Regions from separate parts of the Astyanax mexicanus genome. Here region 1 is linked to region 2. The links are chromatin contacts, called in public Hi-C maps. All regions are on one chromosome and are shown on one strand. Each heading gives the region's core, a stretch centred on a gene start, on an enhancer-like site or on the middle of the called end of the contact. The rest is flanking DNA. Distances are from core to core; before and after follow the strand shown.

The links. Hi-C and Micro-C count contacts between places; a contact is called where the count stands out from the background.
Region 1: a Hi-C map of blood shows a contact between it and region 2, with 5 times the contacts expected there. The contact joins the promoter of ldhd here to the enhancer-like site in region 2. A contact is called at or near these places in 2 of 3 Hi-C or Micro-C datasets (blood and muscle).

Annotation. Positions count from the first base shown.
Region 1 is chr10:7,439,989-7,444,091 of AstMex3_surface, forward strand. ldhd (lactate dehydrogenase D) reads left to right here and starts at 1,522. Exons shown (of 11, transcript XM_022683881.2): 1 at 1,522-1,723; 2 at 3,000-3,112. The coding sequence starts at 1,637.
Region 2 is chr10:7,370,456-7,374,777 of AstMex3_surface, forward strand. snrkb (SNF related kinase b) reads right to left here. Exons shown (of 6, transcript XM_049483846.1): 5 at 3,597-3,713; 6 at 1-2,790. The coding sequence ends at 1,644. Among protein-coding and RNA genes, the nearest start is that of ano10b, 27 kb to the left of the region's middle. Within about 2 kb of position 1,791, the one cell type or tissue checked has an H3K27ac peak away from gene starts, as active enhancers do.

The DNA of each region.
Region 1 (4,103 bases), core at 272-2,771, 69 kb after region 2:
AATGATTTTTGATAACTGATTTTATTTTTTTATTATTTTGAATTATTAATAGTGAATGAGAAGGGAAATGTGAGGACAGATTGCAGGTCTAAGGTCCTGCAGGCCATAGCACAGCCATGCTGATGATCTAAAGAGAAGTGCAACAGCTCCACCATGTGAACTATCTGGATACTGTTACTCACATGTCACGTGATGTATTGAGAGTCAGAGCTGACTCTACTTTTGTGAATTAACCAACAGAATAAAGAACTGTTCAATAATAATCAGATTTTTTTCTTGTTAAATAGTTTCCTTTATATTCCAAATAGTTTTCTATTCTATTTTATTCTATTCTATTCTATTCATGATCTTTTCTGGTATTTTTTGGTTCCGAATTAATTTATATTATATTCCTCGAAACCTAAAACCTACAAATTCTATCCAGATTATTTTATATTTTTCTAAATGTTTCCGTTATGTTTTTAATTATGTCACGTCTGGTGCTGTTAGCTCCTCTGTCCCTTCCACACCCAGCTCTAACGGAGGTTCTCAGGTCAACAACTACATTACCCAGAATGCACCACCCGCTGACATCACGCACTCACCTGATCACGTGACACCTCACCTGCTTCCTCCAGGAAGTCCTGAATACTGATTACTGGCACTATAAAAGAGCACTCCACACAAACACCCACGCCGTGTATTGTAGGTTCTCCTCTTTACAAAGCGTTCTATATCTCTTGTATCAGTTTATCTTGTGTATGACCTTGCCTTTGTTTTCTCAACGCCGATTATTGCCTTTGCCTCTGATATTGAATTGCTTGTGTATTACCTGGACTGTGTTTTCACTACTGCCTCTTGGATTACCTTGGATATTTTTATCAGTATCTGCACGTGTCTGCAATTCTGTGCTCACCATGACAAATTACATTCTTAGCTTTTTTTAGTTACTTGTTCCATCCTAAAGGGTTCTAAATAAAAAAAATCTAAATTGTATTTGGTTTTTATTCTATTATTTCAAGTTCTGTTTTGTTCTAAATACTTTTCTATTGTGCTCTTAATTCTTTTCTATTCGTATCCCATGTTTTTTGTTATATCCTAAATGGTCTATTATATATTATATATTATAGATCAATTATATGCAGAGTATTCTATATTATTCTAAATGATTCCAAATTATTCTATTCTATTCTATTCGTTTCCCATGTTTTTTTTTGTTATATCCTAAATGGTCTATTATATATTATACATTATAGATCAATTCTATGCAGAGTATTCTATATTATTCTAAATTATTCCAAATAATTCTATTCTATTCTATTCTACTGGATTCTGCTCGGTTCCTTCTTTTCGTTTGAGACTCAGTCTTAAATTGCCTTTATACAGTCAAAGTGGAAAAAATAATTGAATAAATAAATAGTGCACAGAACTGTAAGTCAGCTAAAGACCCGTTTGGGACGCGTCCCGCTGCACAGAGGGCGGGGCTTACAGAGAAAAGGGGCGTTGGGCTCTGGCTCTGCGGCTCTGATTGGTCGTCACGCTGCTCCCGGAAGAACATCAGTACAGTGTGTGAGTGTGTGTGTGATTGTGAGTGTGTATGTGTTTAGTGTATGTGTGTGTAGTGTGAGGACGGTGAAGGTGTGCAGGTGTGGGAGTCATGGCCGGAGCTCTGCTCAGATCAGCGCTGCGCCTGAAGCCTCGGCTGCGGCCCGCAGGAGCAGAGAGGAGGCGCTACAGCCAGAGGGTGAGGCTTCGTGCTGGGGTTCAGGGGGTAAACATTCAGAAACAGCAGCAGCACCTTTAACTCAGCTAGATTAATTTACTAAACTCAGAGCTTAGAGTAGTTCTCTTTTCCTAACCAGCCTGTAGTCCTGCAGTACTCTACTCTTACTCTACAATTCTGTGTTCCACCTTAAGTATTTATAATATAGAAGAAGTAGGGTGCGCCTCTACTCATCACCATCTTCATCACTGATCATTCAGAGCTTTTTTTTTTTTTCATTATTTTAAAAATGTTCTGCATTGTTGATTAATACGAATACTAGTAAGTCCTTCAAACTATAACAACATACATTTGCATCGCAAAGAAATTGAATCTCATTAGAATATCATTGAAAAGTTACTTTATTTCAGTAATTCAGTCCAAAAAGTGTAACTCATGTATTATATAGATGCATTACACACAGATTGATCTATTTTAATCGTTTATTTATTTTATTGTATGATTATGGCTTACAGCCAATGAGATGTGGGCCGCGTGCCAAATCCTGCTGGAAAATGAAATCTGCATCTCCATAAAAGTTATCAGCAGAATGAAGCAAGAAGTGGTCAAGGAAAACGCTGCACTGTTTTCCACAGATTGTGGAAACTTCACACTAGACCTCAAGCAGTTTGGACTGTGTGTCTCTCCACTCTTCCTCCAGACTCTGGTCACTTGGTTTCCAAATGAAATGTAAAATTTACTGATGGTCACAAACCAGAATATGTTTTATATTTTAGATTATACCTCTTGATTAGATGGCAGCTTTAAACATCTTTGCGTTTTCACAGTAAGCTTTATGAGGTAGAGTCTAGAATGGTTTTCAATTAACAGCTGTGCTGAACTTATCCTGTGCCGAAAGTATTCTCAAGTGCAGTCACAATCAAAAATCAAAAATAGTCAGTGCCTCTGAACATGCTCCCTACACTGCTCATAAAGTTACATTGTACACCCAACTGTTATCAAACACACAGTGAAATGTGGCTTACAGAGTATGAGGCTACTTTTCTGCTTTTTAAATCAAATCAAAGAATGTTTTATCACATCCATAGTCATCATGTGGTATAACTTGCAGTAACTGCTTTGATGACAGTTGCATGGTACAGTTATGTAAGTAACTGATAGAATGTATATATTATGCACAAATGTGTATTTATAAACAAACAAGAATGTGTAAATCTACACAAATATACAATATTGAATATAGAAGTAAAGTGTGAAGTGTAAATAAATGTTATCATGTTCTGTATGTTCTCTGCAGAGTGAAGGGCTTGAGCGAGCAGTAGCAGCGTTCCGCTCCGTCAGTGGGGATGAAGGTGTGAGTCTGGGTGAAGCAGTCAGGGAACAGCATGGGAGGGATGAGTCAGTGCACAGGTGAGACAGCAGAGACCTCCCCTTCCAGTAATTTACTGTTTACTGTTCACAACCAAGACTCACCTGTGAGCTTAAGAAAAGTATGTTACTGTAACACCACTCCTGTAGTAGTATTGTGCGATATAGTTTATTCTAAGTACCTTATTTTTCACAGAAATCATCAGTTTGCCTTAAAATCCAGTGTGCCCGATGTATGATGTATGTATTATTGTATTATGTATGAATTTTACCAGTCAAGCATTTAACTCCCCCAAATAAACAGTTTTCAGAAGAGAAATCTGTGTAGAGCTGGTTTGACTTTAAAATATATATATATATATTTTTAAGAAATACAGTTTTGTTTACTTAACTTATCTTAGCTTTACAGCCACAGAGTACGAAACCTGCTGAATTAGGAGGAAATCATGGTGACACACCTGTGCCTTACTAGCGTAACATAATGCACCTTATAATCCAGTGCAATTTATAGTACAAAAATATGATATTAGTAGATTTTAGTAGAATTTAGATATTTGACAATAATTTGATCAAAAGTTTACTTAGTGACATCTAAATATATAAAATATATATATATATAAAATATATAAAATAAAATGCATTTCCAGTATTGTTTGTTGGTATATATCTTTTTTTTAATGAATGCTTTCCAGCCTGAGGACTCACTGATATGTAATCTGTGAGTAGTGATATGTAATCACTAGTCAGTGGCACTCTGATATGATAAGTATATTATCTGTATAGTTTTATAGTCTTTACTCAAGTCCTGAATTATTAAGCTCAGAACTCCAGCATAGTTAGCTGCATTGCTGGCTAACAGCCAGATTCAGCCGGATTTAGCCAGATTTGTGCTGTTATTAAAACATTCACAGCAGCTGGCCTCAACAGTGTTGGAGCTGTTTTAGCTGTGATGCTACCAGCCAGTCTCAGCAGGCTTGGAGCGCATTAGACCCGATACTGACTAATTAATGTGGGCTTTGGGCAGGTTTTTGAG
Region 2 (4,322 bases), core at 541-3,040:
AGCTTCAGGAAGACCAGTCTTCTCTCGTCGGATAATGTCCTTTTCACAGAAAGTCTTTCACTATAACCTCTGTTCAAGTCCTTTTCCATGGAAAAATGTATTTCAGATATATTCCAAAGCCTTTCCCTGGTCAACCCAGCTAGCGTGGCGCTAATGCTAGTCTAAGCTTTGCTAATGTAGCATGCTCCCGTATCCGTGCTCCCAAACAGTTAAATGCTCAATCTGCCTCTCATGCATCCTGGCCCTACTAAACCCCCCCACTTACAGTCTGGCCAGAGGAACAGGGACAGATGCCATAGGGCCAATGCCATGCACCTTCCTACACTAGACTGTGATCCATTAACTGAACCAAACTGCGGTTCTCAAAGGTTTCCCAGCGTCATGCTGATTGTTATGTGGTATCTAATAGTAATCTTGAATGCGATGGAGATGCTGTGAGGCCTCAGGAAACCTAAAATCTGGAGTCATCTTCAGACAAATTCAGAACTTTTTTTTCTCTGTCTGGGTTTTAAGTGCAGGAAATAATTTAACCAGCTAACTGATGCTCGGCGCATTAGCCAATGCAAAAATGAAAAATCAACAATATTAATAGTGCTATACACCAAACATCCATAACATTAGCACCACTGATAAGTGAACTTGGGAATATATATATTGATTATATTAATCTACAGAGGCTTTTTCTGTTCTTAAGTTCATATGGTGGAAGCAAGAAAGCCAAAAAAGAAAAGGATCTGAGACACTCCAAACTGAAAATAACTAAACAGTAATGGCTGAACGATTGGTTCAAAATATCTCCAGAACATCAAGCGTGTCTTGTGGAGTGTTCCCCATTAAGGAAGGCCAGCCGATGGAGCGGCAATAGGATCACAGGACCCAAGCATCACTGATGCTCATGCTAACAGCACCTGCTGTTAATTTTTTTTTGTTTTTTTTGGTCAATAAATTCTCCGAATAGTAGCAAGGACTTAATACACAATATTAGGAGGTGGTGCTAATGTTATGGCTGATCAGTTTATGTTTCATTTTACACTAAAGCATGTAATCAAACTATTTATTTAACATCTGCTTCACATGTGCTTTACATCTCCCTCTTGACTTGACATCTTTTTTAGGTGAAGATCTGTTCTGGAGAAGCCGTTAAGAGTGCAAAACAACAAAGCGATTGTATTAAACAGGGGGCTTCTACACTGGCAAGACATACTCTAGCTCTAGTAAAGGTCACTGAGATAGCACACAATGCAGCGAATGGCATCAGTAGATACAGGTGTTTATATACACAGCAGCGCTAGGAGGTTAGCCGCCACACGGGAAAGCAGCAGGGACTGCTGGGTTGGGGGTGGGAGCAGCTACAGGTGTAAGATAAGTAGATTGGGCGCTTTCTGTGTGTAGCCAGAGCACCTCTGAGGTCACAGTAAGAGAGGAGAACACACACACTGTGTCTTTTAAAAACTACTGGTGTTGGAGAAGGGAGGAGAAATGAGAAGTAACCTGATCCACGAGCTAGCATGATTTAATGATGCTGGAGAAGGTCTGGACGGCTTATACACGTTTAGGGAATGTAGAGATCTGGGAAAGAGAGAGGCTTGCTCTCGATCTTTCACATTCTCCTCATTCATTCTCATCAGAACGTCTCTCTCGTCCTATAGCACGTGGCAACAGTTATACTGTGCGAAGGGAAGCAGTTTTTCTTTGGAGGTGGGCTGAATATTGAAGGACAGGGCTTTCTCACAGAGAGGAAACTGCAACAGGCGGTCTCGCAGGTTCACGTTCTTGTTCTTGATGTCCGTCCCGGCATCCCTAGATACCCGGTGGCCCTGTTGAGGTTTGGTATGGGTCTCTTCCACTTTCTCACCCTCCCCACCCATCCTGCGCATCTCCACTCCATCTGGGCCCAGGTCCACGCAGTGGTTCTTGGGCAAAGAGCGTGGTGAACTGCAGGGGGCAGAGATCACACCTTTGTCCAGAAGCTTTGCCTTGGAAGGAGTGTTGTTATTGTCCTCTAGAGTGTCCTTGGAGGGCTCAAGTTGACCCAAGCAACATTGCACAGCATTAAGTCTAGGTGCTTCTGTTGGAGGAGGTCCATTCTGCTCCCTCCGTCCTTCATCTTCAGTGCTGTCAAGATTGTTCCCCAGTCCATCCCTTCCTGGGTGCTTATTGTTCTGTGTTCCCTCAGTCTGGGACATGGTCTCCTTATCTTCACTGATTTGTTTGCTGGTGTGCTTCTCTTGATGCTCCTCAGTCATCCTGCAGATATTAGCCGCTAAATCTTGTGATTCCTGTTCTTTACCACATTCTTCTTCCACCTCTTGAAGTGCCTCCTCTACTAACATCCCAACCTTCCCTCTTCCTTTCCTCTGCTCTGAGCCAGAAAGTGAGTGAGACGATTCTGAAGAAGGTTCTTCTGACACTTCTAAGCAAGGTTTGCTAACCTGCTGAGCAGATTGAACTTCACCTTGCTCCTTTTCTTCACCTTCCACATCGTCCTCCTCTTCTTCTTCACAGATTTGTTGTAGAGCCCCAAGGCTTTTCACAGTTGGGGCTGGTTCTGGAGCTACAGAACGGAGACTAAGACCCAGGCAGGAGCTTGGGGCACCAAAGTCGCCGAAGGAGCCGTCTTGACGACTGGTTTTGGGAGCCAGCAGGTCTCCGGATTCACACACGCCCCGGCGGGGGAACCCTGGAGATAGGGAGCCTAGTGGAGCCACAGGAGCCAAAGTTGCACCTCTCAGGGGATCGGCCTGGGGACTCCGGCCCTCCACCAGGTCCAGTGGCTCAGATAAGGGCCTCCTGTCGAGGTGAGAAAGTTAGTTCAGCATGCGTTACATTCCAGTATCATGGTCATCATCTTATAACGGGTAACATACTGTAAATATTCAGTTGATTTCAGGGGTGTGAAAGTGTATTTGTGGATAGACAGAACTTCCAACAGAGCAAAAGACTTTGATACATGTGTCAACTTATGGTAATAGCTTAGTGACATAATTCACATAAGTCACATAATTTAACCCATTAACAGGCAGGCATTTTTGTACAATTTCTGCCTAATAATACACGCCTTTATCCTGAGGATTTCAATTCAAGCATAACATATAAAGGTTTCATGTTTGATAAGACTAAATCTTTAAAAAAAACTATTTAAAATATTAAAAAGCTAAATCTGCAACTGTCAAAATGTAATGAATAAAAATAACAAAATTGGTGCTTTTTTGAATTGAAATAACTGATTTTAAAATCAATATTTTAGTGAATACAATTTAAACACTTCATGTTCTCCAAATCTTTCATTTCATTACAAAACTACTAGTTTTTGTGCCTATTTTCAAAGATGCATAATTTGAAGTTGAATCCTATTACTTAAATATAAAGTGGATTAGAGAGTGAACTACTTTTTGTAGTCCTGTAGGAATCTCCAAATCCCTCAAAGTTTTCAGAATGTAAATAACTTATTTTACTGCAGATAAAGGGGGTTTTATATACGGCCAAGGCCTGGTAAGTGGTTAATGGTAATTTAATGCTTCATGCTGATGTTAAGCAGGAGGTAAAGAGGAAGATACATGCATTGTTATATGCAGACAGGTGTGTGTTTGACTCACTCTGTATGCCTTTGCTCTGGAGCGAGGCCATTTTGCTCCTGCTTGTCTCGTAGGATGCGTTCTCCCAGTAGGTAATATGTAGCTGTGATGTGGTTATATCTGTCAGCCTCCAGTGCTCTAAAACACACACAAACACACAAAAACTTTACATACATAAAGCACAAATGTGACCAATTTAATTTGTTTTTTCACCGCCTTGATAACTAAAGATGCAATAGATCACTAAACAATACTGTCTTAAGAAATGATTTCCAAACAAGATCATCAACAGTGTTGAAAATGTGCTTAACAATATTACTCAGAATTTCACATCATCATTAATAAACTACTCATTAGCAGAGATGTATAAAGTACTAGAGACCCAGATGAGTAAAATACAAATGCTCTTTAAGTATTCAAGATTTTTGTACTTTAGTATTGCAGGTAGTTTATTGTAAAATGTAGTACTGAAGTACTGAACATAAAAGTACAGTACTGTGTTATTAGTGTAGTTATTACAGAAATCAGTGGAAAGTTAGCGGCTCTGGCCTTAGTGATGTGAGTTTGAAAGATCTCTGATCATTAGTGTGTAATTAAGGCTCATGTTGGTGTTAAATTGCATTTTATTAAATTGTTAAAATTGCAATTTTGTTAAATTGCAAGTTATTAACTGAGGTAAAACTTTGTGATCAGTTAACATGCTTTTTGCATATCATTGAATAGTTTAACCATTTACATACAGTACCA